Regions from separate parts of the Mus musculus genome. Here all the other regions are linked to region 2. The links are chromatin contacts, called in public Micro-C and promoter capture Hi-C maps. All regions are on one chromosome and are shown on one strand. The core of a region is the stretch at or near the end of the contact, and the rest is flanking DNA. Distances in the headings are between cores, read along the strand shown. Region 1 holds the start of Sqstm1 (sequestosome 1). Region 2 holds the start of Gfpt2 (glutamine fructose-6-phosphate transaminase 2). Region 3 holds the start of Ltc4s (leukotriene C4 synthase).

The links. Promoter capture Hi-C pulls out the DNA fragments that hold promoters and counts their contacts. Hi-C and Micro-C count contacts between places; a contact is called where the count stands out from the background.
Region 1: a contact with region 2 is called in a Micro-C map of embryonic stem cells, with 2.4 times the contacts expected there. The contact joins the promoter of Sqstm1 here to the promoter of Gfpt2 in region 2. A contact is called at or near these places in 1 of 39 promoter capture datasets (stem cell-derived epiblast-like cells), 1 of 484 Hi-C or Micro-C datasets (embryonic stem cells) and 2 of 115 datasets of contacts at active chromatin or transcription factors (bone marrow-derived macrophages and pancreatic cancer cells).
Region 3: a promoter capture Hi-C map of embryonic stem cells shows a contact between it and region 2. The contact joins the promoter of Ltc4s here to the promoter of Gfpt2 in region 2. A contact is called at or near these places in 3 of 39 promoter capture datasets (cranial neural crest, embryonic stem cells and stem cell-derived epiblast-like cells) and 1 of 115 datasets of contacts at active chromatin or transcription factors (bone marrow-derived macrophages).

Annotation. Positions count from the first base shown.
Region 1 is chr11:50,209,409-50,212,999 of GRCm38.p6, forward strand. Sqstm1 (sequestosome 1) reads right to left here and starts at 1,412. Exons shown (of 8, transcript NM_011018.3): 1 at 1,145-1,412. The coding sequence starts at 1,349.
Region 2 is chr11:49,792,006-49,795,711 of GRCm38.p6, forward strand. It overlaps Gfpt2 (glutamine fructose-6-phosphate transaminase 2), which reads left to right and starts at 2,150. Exons shown (of 19, transcript NM_013529.3): 1 at 2,150-2,238. The coding sequence starts at 2,232. It overlaps Gm36507 (a long non-coding RNA gene), which reads right to left. Exons shown (of 4, transcript XR_003949545.1): 4 at 2,233-3,377.
Region 3 is chr11:50,236,896-50,240,563 of GRCm38.p6, forward strand. Ltc4s (leukotriene C4 synthase) reads right to left here and starts at 1,637. Exons shown (of 5, transcript NM_008521.2): 1 at 1,483-1,637; 2 at 446-545; 3 at 299-369; 4 at 122-203. The coding sequence starts at 1,540.

The DNA of each region.
Region 1 (3,591 bases), core at 162-2,661, 420 kb after region 2:
AGATTCACTGTGCCAGCCTGGTCTACAGACCAGCCAAAGCTACCTAGAGAAACCCTGTCTTGAAAAAGCAACCAAAAAAAAAAAAAAAAGCCATTTTAATGTGTTCTAATTCCTAATAGTAAAATGAATACTAAAGTAGACCAGCCATTGCCTGGAACTGGAAAGGATACAAGATGACAAACAGGAAAAAAATTATATAATAAAATAATAATTATTACAATAATTGTTATATAATTTTTATGTAATATATAAATAAAATTTATAAAACAATGAAGAGATTCTAAGCCGAATGTGAAAATAGTTATACAACTCATTTTTTTTTTTTAAATGCAAGGAGCTGGGGAGGTAGCTCAGTTGCTCGAGGGCCTAACATGCATGAAGCCCTGGACTGGATGCCTAGCACAAAGATGACTCAGAAGGACAATTTAGAGATACAGGCCATCCCGGCCATATAGTAAGACCTGTCTCTGCTAATACGAAAGAATAATCGTTATACACTTTTACTGGGTGAATTGCACAGGTCCTAGGTTATAACGCAGTTACACTGAAAATTTTCTGTCCAGTAGTCCCTGTGATTCCTGCACTAGAAAATTGAGACAAGAGGATTGGAGTGATTGAGGACGGCCTAAACCACTCGTGAATTCCAGGCCAATCAGGCTACGTGGCTTTATTTCAGAAAAGAGAGAGACTGACCAACCAACCTGGCCTACCCACAGTCCTCCATAGAGATCGCAAAACCATTCCCTCCCACAGGGAGGGTCTTGTCCACTCGTCTCTTGTCAACAACCTCTAGCTCCACCCCATGCAGCCACCAGCCACTCCAACGCAAGAGACTGAGCTAGTTCCGGGGTCCCCTACCTCCCTTCCCACGGGCTGCCCCACCCCGCCCCCGCTGCTTATTTATCCGCGTCACTCCTCTCCACCCCTCCTCCACGTCTGCCTGGTCCCAGGTCTTCCGGGGCTTTAACTGAACCCACCACCGGGCGTTACGGGGAGCAAGCGAACCGCTGGATGTTAGATGTAACCTGAGCGGCCGCCTGACCACCCTGTCCCCGCGGGGAGCCAGAGGACACGCCGCCTCGTCCTCGCCCAGACCTACTACTCCCTGGCGGGGGAGGTTGGCTTCCCCGCCCCAGGCCCTCACCGCGGTAGTGCGCCTGGAAGCCGCCAGGCCTCAGCGTGGGGAACAGCACAGCCACTCGGCTCAGCAGCCTCTCGCAGGGCCCCGGGCCGGCCGCGGCTTGGGCTTCCGCCTCCGGCTCCGGGCTGAAGCAGAAGCTGAAGCGGCGGATCTCGCGGGTCGCCTCCTCCTTGCCCAGAAGATAGGCCTTCACCGTGAACGACGCCATAACCGCGGTCTAGGTACGGACGAAACAGCTGGGCAGCGGCGGCGCCGAGAGCCCAGCTTTTATAGAAAACGGGGGAGCCCCGCCTCGTGGGGGCGGAGCCTCTATGAGCCCCGCCCCTCCCCTAGGCTGGGGCGGCCGCTGGAGCCCCCTTGATGGGACCCTTGAAAGGTACGGGGTCGAGACGACCCCACTGCCTACTCTTTTCTTTCCCACCGAATACATGGGTGACCACAAGAGACCAGCCTCAGCCTCAAGTCGTTGGGAAAAGGACCCGTAAGTATCGAGCCTAGGTACCTCCCAGGCTTGGGCCTGCCTATGACTCAGCAGTGTCGTCCCCAAGCCAGGGGGGATGTACGGCCCAGAAGCTAGGAGGACACAGATGTCTACTGTCAGGTAGCCATTCTTTTAGCCAAACAGGCTGTCTCACAGGATGCTATTCCGACCCTCCTAAACATAGTGTCCCCGGTAGTAGCCCCCACTCCCACCCCCTTCCAGGCATCCACCATGACCAGCCCCTCACTGAATAAAGGAACATCACCCACCATCTTAGGCCTCACCCAATTTAACAAAGATCAGGTTGAGAGGTGTTGGACAAGCACTGGTGACTTCTCACAAACCCACCCTGTAAGAGGGGTAGCCAGGGCTCCAGAGGCAGCAGTAGTCACAACCTGTTCATTGCAACCAGAGATTCCTCACTGCAGCCCAGACACACACACACATACACACACATTCATATTCTCTCTCTCTCTCTCTCTCTCTCTCTCTCTCTCTTTCTCTCTCTCTCTCTCTCGGAAGGTACATGTATCTCAGGCCTTAGTGGCTTCAAAGCACAAAGGGATCAGACCACCTGCCCTCCATCTAGGAACCAAAATACAAGCTATAGCCAGTCCTGTGCCACAGGTTGGTTATTCCAGCTGTTTGAGGTGCTGAGGCAGGAAAAGACCAAGTTCAAGATATTCTGCTTGAGCAACTTGGTGAAACTGTTTCAAAATAGAAAGTGATCCTAGTACTTGGGAGGTCAGAGGTTCCAGAGTTCAAAGCCAGCCTTGGCTGCATGAGGCTTCTAAGAAAGAAAAAAAGTCTGGGTGCTGGGGGGCGGGAATAAAGAATCTGGCTATACAGTTTAGTAAGGATACAGGAGATTTAGCTTAGTAGGGATACAGCTTATAGAGATTTAGCTTAGTAGGGATACAGGTCATGAGGATTTAGCTTAGTAGGGATATACCCGGGAGATATCATTAATGGGAATTTGGTGCATAGGGATATAGCTCAGTGACAGAGCACCTGCCTAGTATGTGTTACATCTTAGGTTCAACCCCCAATACAAACGCCAAAACCAGGAAATGCTGCTTTCTGTGGCCAGAGTGACCTGTTAGCTAGCATGATGACACACATCTGTAACCCCAGCCCTTGGGAAGCTGAGTCAAGAGGAATTCTAATTCAAGGCTCGGCCAGGCTTGCATAGCAAGTCCTACTCTCAAAAAAAAAACAAATTAAGCAGGGCAGTGGTGGCACATGCCTTTAACCCCAGAACTTGGGAGGCAGAGGCAGGTGGATTTCTGAGTTCAAGGCCAGCCTGGTCTACAGAGTGAGTTCCAGGACAGCCAGGGCTACACAGAGCAACCCTGTCTCAGGGAAAAATAAAAACAAACCACAAATTAAATGAATAAAGTAAAATGAGCTCTTAGCAGGAACCCAGTCCTGGGAAGGCTAGAGGCTGAGAAGGGTGTCACCCTGTAAGGCCTTCTAGGTATGGTCCTTTCCATAGGACTAGACCTGCTGAGTCAAAGTCATGGGAGAAGACATGCAGGGCAGAATTGGAGCTCAAGTCGTCTCCCTGAGGCAGGGTCTCCACACCAGCTTCCTAGGGCCCCTCTCCCAGTTATCATGTCTTCCCTGGACCTCTCTCAGAATTGGTTTTGTGAGAGCAGAAAAATCTGTAATTTTAGGAAAACTCAGCAATGGACAGTGATTTGCCACACAGGTGTGACTGCCATTTCCCTGGTGGCTAGAAGGTACACACCTATTGCCCCAGAGGACAATCCCAGTTTTAGGCTTTCCTCTCCAACAGTTGCTAGCCCAGGAAAAGGCCCCTGATCCTGCAGGACCCTCTGCTAATGCAGAGGACAGTGGGGACGCAAAGGCTGTATCCCGATGTCAGCTGCTGGCCAAGCGTGACTCAGCAGTCTAGTGGCCTGACAGCCTTAAAGCTTCAATCAGACCAAACTTCCTATGGAATGTC
Region 2 (3,706 bases), core at 900-3,399:
TGCACTCTTTTAATTAGCATTAATTTGTTGGTGGAGGTGCAGCCTTCGTAGCCCAATCGATTTTCAGAGGTCCTGCCTGGTAATAGTAGATCATTGAAAATTGTATCACACAGCACTTGCTTTGGGGACATGTTTAAACCACAGAGCTGTGATTATGAAAAAAATCCATGAACAGTCAGGGCTCTGGAAATGTGTAACTTTGTCCATCTAAGGATCCAATTTACTCTGGCTCGTTCCACTCTTAGACACCCTCTATCTCATCCCAAATGTGATCACTAACTCCCCAAACTATCCCCCATACAGCTGTACCAAGAGAATCTGTTCTTTTCTGTTTCCTCTATGTCTCCAAATGCAGGAGGTTGTTGAGCATGGTCACATAAAATCCCTGACCAATCCTAGAGCCAGGTGAGTCCAGTGGCTATGACTCTTCCAAAGGCTCCCAGGCCTACTGGTCCCAAAAGCAAAGGATGCCTCCAGGGGTCATAGCAGTCACCCCTGCCACTTTTCATATGGAGACACAAAATTACAATAAAAGTGGAGGACAGATATGCACTATGCAAGGACACGGGGATCCTGGTATTTTGGTGCCAGTAGAAGGCCTGTTTCTTGTCCCCTTCTGTGGAGTTCTGCCCAGCCCAGGGCCTTCTCTACAGAGATGTCAGATGTCCAATTTCCTATGTGACCACCAGCTTAGTGTCTGCCCCACCCATTGTTTTGTAAGAGCCAGGAGGCTGGATCTGTCTTCATTCATTAAGTTCCTATCACCAGGAGAGATGTGAAGTGCAGATTTGGGAATGAATGATGAATGGGTAAATGAATGAATGAGTGTCACCTTGCGTCGCTGAGGTGAAGGAGCAGTGCTGCTCCTGAGTCAGCTTTAGGCATCAGATGATTCAGCCCAACCTTCTCAGTCAGTACCATCGAATTTCAAACTCCTCAGTGGGCACAACACCTCCATTCCCAGGGAGCTGCAAAGCTACGGAAAAAAAAAAAAACAAAACAAAAAAAAAACGCCAAACACAAGACTTACGCTAGTTTTTCTCTTTAAAAACTATAATTGGGGAATACCATTGATTTAGATTTCAACAATTTATTTATTTATTTAAGTTAAACCATGCACACACAGATGGCTTCAAAGTGAGCAAATATTGGGCCAGGTCTTTTCTCAGGAGATGAGGGGGCTGGAGAACAGAGAGGAGAGGAGGAGACAGCCGGGAACTAGGGCGGGGGAAAGCCAGCCTCGTGACTCATCCGTCGCAGGGTCGAACCAAGGCTCCAGGTCACTGTGGGGCGGTGGAGCCCCTGGCTTGGATGCAGGCTCACGGCTTGCCAGACGGGTCTGCCAGCGCATCTCCATTATGGGGCGGTTTCCGGGGCGGCCCAGCTTTCCTTTAGACCTGGGGGATGCCTACCCCCTGCACCTCTCAGGTCCGGGCTCTGGCACATCTTGGTCAATATCTTATATCTTAATAAGGAGCTTCAATTTTCTCCCTTTTTCAGCCAAGCCCAGTTTGCTCCTGGCAGGCTTGGAAGAAGTTCACAAGCCTAGTGTGTGCTACTTTTTCTTGCTCTGAAAGAAGTTTGGAATAGTGAGTGGGGCATGTTGCAAGAATAGGAGTCCACTCTGTGTGTGTGTGTGTGTGTGTGTGTGTGTGTGTGTGTGTGTGTGAGAGAGAGAGAGAGAGAGAGACAGAGAGAGAGACAGAGAGACAGAGAGAGAGACAGAGAGACAGAGAGAGAAAGGCAGAGAGGGAGACAGAGACAGAGAGAGACAGATTGGTTGTACTCTGTGTCTACACAGTCTGTCTGGCCTTAACCTCAGGAGGATCTGAGAGGTACATTTTATTATTATCACATTTTACAAATGAAGAAACTGAGGCACGGAGCGATCTGTCCCCCTTGCTAAAGTTTCACGTCTAATATGACTGACTCAAAATTCCAACTCAAGGTGTTTACCACCGATTGGGCTTCCTCCCTCCCCTTACAGTAGAGACTGGAGCTTGGGAGCCGCCCCTCACCCCTTACCCTGAGTCTTGGGGGCCCCCCGCTGTTGTCACGACAACCAGAAACCAATAAGGAGCAAGCAGGCGGCAGGAGGCTCCGCCCCAGCCCCACCCCTCTCGGAGGGCTACTGGCTGGCTATAAGGGCAGGAGACCGAGCGGCGGGAGCCTGAGCCAGGGAGCGCGAGGCGCAGCGAGTCGTCTGAGCGTCTGGAGCGATCGGAGCCACCATGTGCGGTGAGTGCACAGCGGCCTTCTCCCTCAGAGCCTAGGCCAGAGAGCCAGGCACAGGGGACCTGCTAGGGGCGGCGATTGTGGGGCTTTCATTAGCCAGGCCTTCCTTCCCCGCGCGCGGACCCAGAGTGACGTCTCGGGGACATGGGGGCGTGGGGAGGAGGACGACTAAACTCCGTGTAAGAGGAACCAAGCCAGGACCTCACAGAGCAGGGGCAACGAGGCAGGTCCCAGAAAAGGAGCCCCGCAACACAGAGGTGTCTCCACCAGGAGGGTGCTTCCTTCACTTGGCCCACAAAGGCCGCCACGAGCAACCTCATCATTCCGGGCTCGGAGTGGTGGTCCAGAGTCCCAGTTTGCCGCGCCCACCGAGGACAGGAGACCTCACCTGTGCGGTGTCAGCAGCCCGCCCCGGGGCGTCCCAAACAGCTCCTGGTGCGCTCAGAAAGGTTTGCCCATCTTGCTTGCGACTCAAAAAGAATCTCCTGTCCCTAGAAGGGTGGGAACTGTGGAAAAGCTTTGCTGGAACGAGCTCTTGGCGACAGGATAGATAGTGACTTCCCCGGAGCCTTGGCCCAAAGCTAGGAGCGGGAGCCCTGGACCGGATAGCTGCGCAGCCCGGAGCGACGCCGAGGTGTCCAGCCGGGTTTTGAGAGCAGAAGGGAGGCGGCCGCCCTGGGCGCACATCTGCAATTCCTTACCCTCCTGGCTGGCTGGGCCGCCTCCGCTGGCTGGCTGGCCGGGGAAAGCCGGGAACTTCTGGGACAAAAGGTCACTGTGCGCTTTTTTTTTTCCTGCCTTGAGTAGGATTCAGTTACCCACTCCAGCCCCCTGCGGCTGGAGAACCTGGTGGAACTTTTGAAGCCATGAAAGGCGCCTCTCTGACTTTGCTGAAGGCTTGTGGGGTGGGGTGTGCCAGTGGGTGAGTCCAAAGCCAAGGTCTGTACAGGCCTTGTTTCATGAGCCAGGAGACCAGGAGAAAGGAACCACAGAGCAAGGATTAGGCAGGAACCATGGGGACGCAGCCTCATCCAGAGAGAGCCGGGGTCAGTTTAAAATCCTGGATCCTCAGACAGAATCTTAGGACTCCTGGGCATCCTTTGGCAACGTGTGTGAAAGGTTGCTTCAGGCGTTTCTGGACACTGAAATGAAACAAATGTATAAGTTTTGTCAGATTCAACCCGCCCCCCGCCCGCCCCCCCCCCCCGTTTGAGTTCTTGTAGATCTTTAGCCACCGGTGGCTTTAGAACCAGACTTTAGCAAGAGACCTGAAACTACTTGAGCTCCAGGGCTTTCCTTGCTGAGCCTCTCAGATGGCCCTGCATCTCCACCATCAACCACCTCAGCTTCCCACCCTGTTTCCTCCTGGCGTCTGCCTTTCTTCTGTGTCTTTCCAAGCTCTGGAGAACTGTCTCCTCCAACCCTTTGGAAGAGATGGGGTTTGGGTTATAACCAACCCGTCTCCTTTCTA
Region 3 (3,668 bases), core at 387-2,886, 440 kb after region 2:
CGCTGTCCCCAGATCTCTTTCCATGGGTCCCCTGTGGCCGATCGCCGCCTCCCACCCTTTGAGCGGCGTTGGGGAGCGACCCTCCCCTGCAGTGCTTTCCCGGAAGTCCGGCCAGAGTTACCTGAGTTGCGCTGAGCGCGCGTATCCCTGGAAATAGCGGAGGCGCGCGAACAGGTAGAACAGTCCGCACAGGGCTGCGGCTCCTGCGAGAGTCGATGCAAGGCGACGCGGTGAGCACGAGCTCCCGCCATCCGGGATCACCCCCACCCCCGAAGTGTGCCCCCACGCTGCCCCGCACCTTCGTGGAAGAAGATGCCGGCGACCCAGAGTGTGGCGAGGAACAGCGGAAAGTACTCGCTGCAGTTTACCCTGCGAGGGGTAGGCTGGGTGAGCGCGTGGTTCACCTTGGCTGACACCCGAACCCGCCCGGACCCGCCGCGCTCACTGGGCTCGGAAGACGCGCTCGAACTCGGGAGGGCCAGAGGTGAGCGGCGGCGACACGTGGAAAGCCCTTCGTGCAGAGATCACCTGTAGGGAGAAGTAGGCTGCGGCCGTGGGGGTGTGGGAGTCAGGTGTGGTGCTCCGCAGATCTGGAGCGGGATCCGTCCCTTAGTTCCCCTCTCCTTGCCTCTCACTGAGCGACTCTCTTCTAATGCCCTTCTCCCACCTGCCCCATCAGTGGTGTTCAATGGAGAGGCCCTGTAGGCCTGAGGGTTGATTGACTAGGGTGATGCGCGGCTGAAACACCTGCCGGTGGGAGGAACCTTAGAAGACTTTACTCCTGAACGATTTGACTTGCAAAGCACAGGCAAATGCCTACCTCCCGTTCTGCAGGTCTGGACCCCCTGCGTAGGCAATGGACCAGGGCAAAATTGGCTGTATTCTTTAAGGAACAAGGAAGCACACGTTCTGTGGCTAAGGGACCCTGGTTTCCCCTCTACAGAATCAGCCAGAAGGGACTCTGCCACAAGCCAGAGTCAGTCTAGCTTGGGTCTCAGTACCACCACACAATAGCATAAATTCTTGTCTCAGTTTCTGTTTAGACATCATGGACCCAGCCTTAAATCTGGCAGATACTGTGCTCCAGATGCGTGGAGTTGGGACTCTCCCAACCTAAGCCCATAGCTATTCCACTAGTCACTGTATTGCACTCCCAAACAGATACCAGCTCCCACCACAAGGCAGGCACCTCAAGTGGCCCCTCAGCAGGGTGGCCATCCTTCACCTGGTCCTCCCCTGTAGACACTCCTTAGAGAGTGTCTATACCTGCTCCAGGGAAGTGGGGACTTCTCAGCTGGAACTTTGGCCCTCCAACAGTTCTTGAATTGCTTGGACCTTGGTACCAGGAGGCTAGCCTAGAAGCCTCCTGTCCTTCTCCTGAGCCTGGGCCTGCCAGCACCCCAATTCCCTACCCCAGGAGCCTGAAGAGAGCAGACTACAGGATGTAAGATCCACCCACCTCCCAGACAGGAGCCAGCCCACCTTGCAACAGAACTCCCACGAGGGTGACGGTAGCCAGAAGAGCCACTTCGTCCTTCATGTTGCCAGCCACAGGCAGAATTAGCTTTGGTGTTCTTCTTATCGCCCAGTGTGCTACTCAGACGCTGGCCCAGGAGAGGAAGAGCCTCGGCGCTCTCCACCCCTTTGCAGTAGAGGCGGGGAGGGGTGGGGATATGACTGTATCCACAAAGGCAGGGAGCCTGGCCAGGCTGGGAAGGTAGAAACCAGTGCTGTGGACAGCTTGACCACTTCCTTCCAGTTGTTCCTGGCCTTTCCGTGCTTAGTCCTGTGGTGGCGGAACTCATGCTGCTCACCCAGGCTCCCTCTGACTGCTCACCCATGCCCCCTCTAGCCTTGTGTGTTTCCAGCTACCATATCATCTAGACCCTGCATCCTTGGTAGTTTCCCACTGGCCTTTCAGACTTCCCCTTCATCCAGGGTTTACCCTAGGCTCTGGGCTCCTGGACTCCCACCCCTGACTTCCCCTACCCCAGTGATGACTGGGTCTGTATTCCCATCCAGGGCTACTCTGTAATGTCTAGTGCTGACACACCCTTCCCAACTCCCTATGGCTTCATAATGTCCAGGTGTCCCCAGCCACAATGGACCTACCCATGTTCTTCTTCCTCCTTGGCATCCTGAGGCCCATCCCCCTCAGAGCCCCAAAGGCTCATGAATGATATTTTTTATCCTTGGTTATGGGGAAATACTTGTCTCTAGGCTGGTGTATTTGCCCAGCATCCTACTTGGCTCCAGGCACTGACCCTTCCCTTCCTTAGCCTAGTCCTTTCCACACCAGACAAAGCTGACAACTCCCCACCACTGCCACACTTGTGGTGTAGTCATGTGTGCCGATGTTGACAGAAGAGAGACCCAGTTCTGGAAACTTCCATTAGCAGTCTGGGAAAGGAAGCTTAAGAGTACAGAAGCTGAGAAACTCTTGTTGTCGAGCCCTGGGGGCCACCTTGTGTGGTGTGTGCTCCTGGACTGTTCTTCCTTGTGAAATAGCCACTTCTCTTTTCCGATGAAGCTGGTTTGAGGTAGATTTGGTCAGCAGTGGCAAAATCCAGATCCATCTGGAAGAGTGGACGGAGCCATAGGTGAAGGGCGTGAACCAGCACAGGACAGGAGAGGAGCGTGTACTGGGGAACTAACAGGTCCTAGGCCACACTCCTGTCCCTGCAGCCAGCTTGGCCATATCATGGGTGTCATAAGACAGGGTCACCCTTGGGAGCTTCTGCTTCCCCACAGCCAGCCTCCGTCCTCGTTGCCTGAGGCCTTGGTCCCTGTGGACTCCCCAGAACCCCTTCGGTCTCTTTGTTCATTATTGCCCTCAGAAGATCTGAGGCCTACCTGCTGGGGCTCTGCAGGTTTCTCAAGATCACAGTTGGGTCAACGCTGGTCCTTGCATTACACCAACGTGTAATAGCAGTAGCTGGTGCTCTGAACTCAAGGAATGGTCAGGACACAGGCGTTCCAGGGCAAGATGGGCCTGCACCATGCCAATGCTTGGGTTCCAAACTTCAGGAGGCTGCAGTTGGGGCAGCTTCCGGGAGGGAAGGCATTGAAAAGGCAGAACAGGGCTGGTGAGATGGCTCAGTGGGTAAGAGCACCCGACTGCTATCTGAAGGTCCAGAGTTCAAATCCCAGCAACCACATGGTGGCTCACAACCATCCGTAACGAGATCTGACTCCCTCTTCTGGTGTGTCTGAGGACAGCTACAGTGTACTTACATATAATAATAAATGAGTCTTTAAAAAAAAAAAAAAAAAAAAGAAAAGGCAGAACATAGGATACAGGCAGGCCATGCTCCTATATGCCCATGTGGATAGTGTGCCTGTCTGCGTGCCTGTCAGCAAATGAACATCTCTGCGTGTCTCTGCGGTGAGCGTGGGTGCTCGCCGGTGCAGGCTACAGACAAGTCTATGTCTTGTGTTACTTCAGGCTCTGCTCTGCCAACCTTACATTTCCTCTCAGGCCCATGTGTCCTCCCATCAAAGTTCATTCTCTCTGGCCTGGCCACAGGAAACAGAGGCTTGATATCAGCAACTTCTCAGGAAGTCCCTGAGCAGATGTTCAGGGCAGGGACAAGGGGCTTGGTCTTTGACTCCCTCCCTGCATCCTTTGATTCTTCTCCTTGTACTTGGTTTGCCTAGCTTCTAAGGGC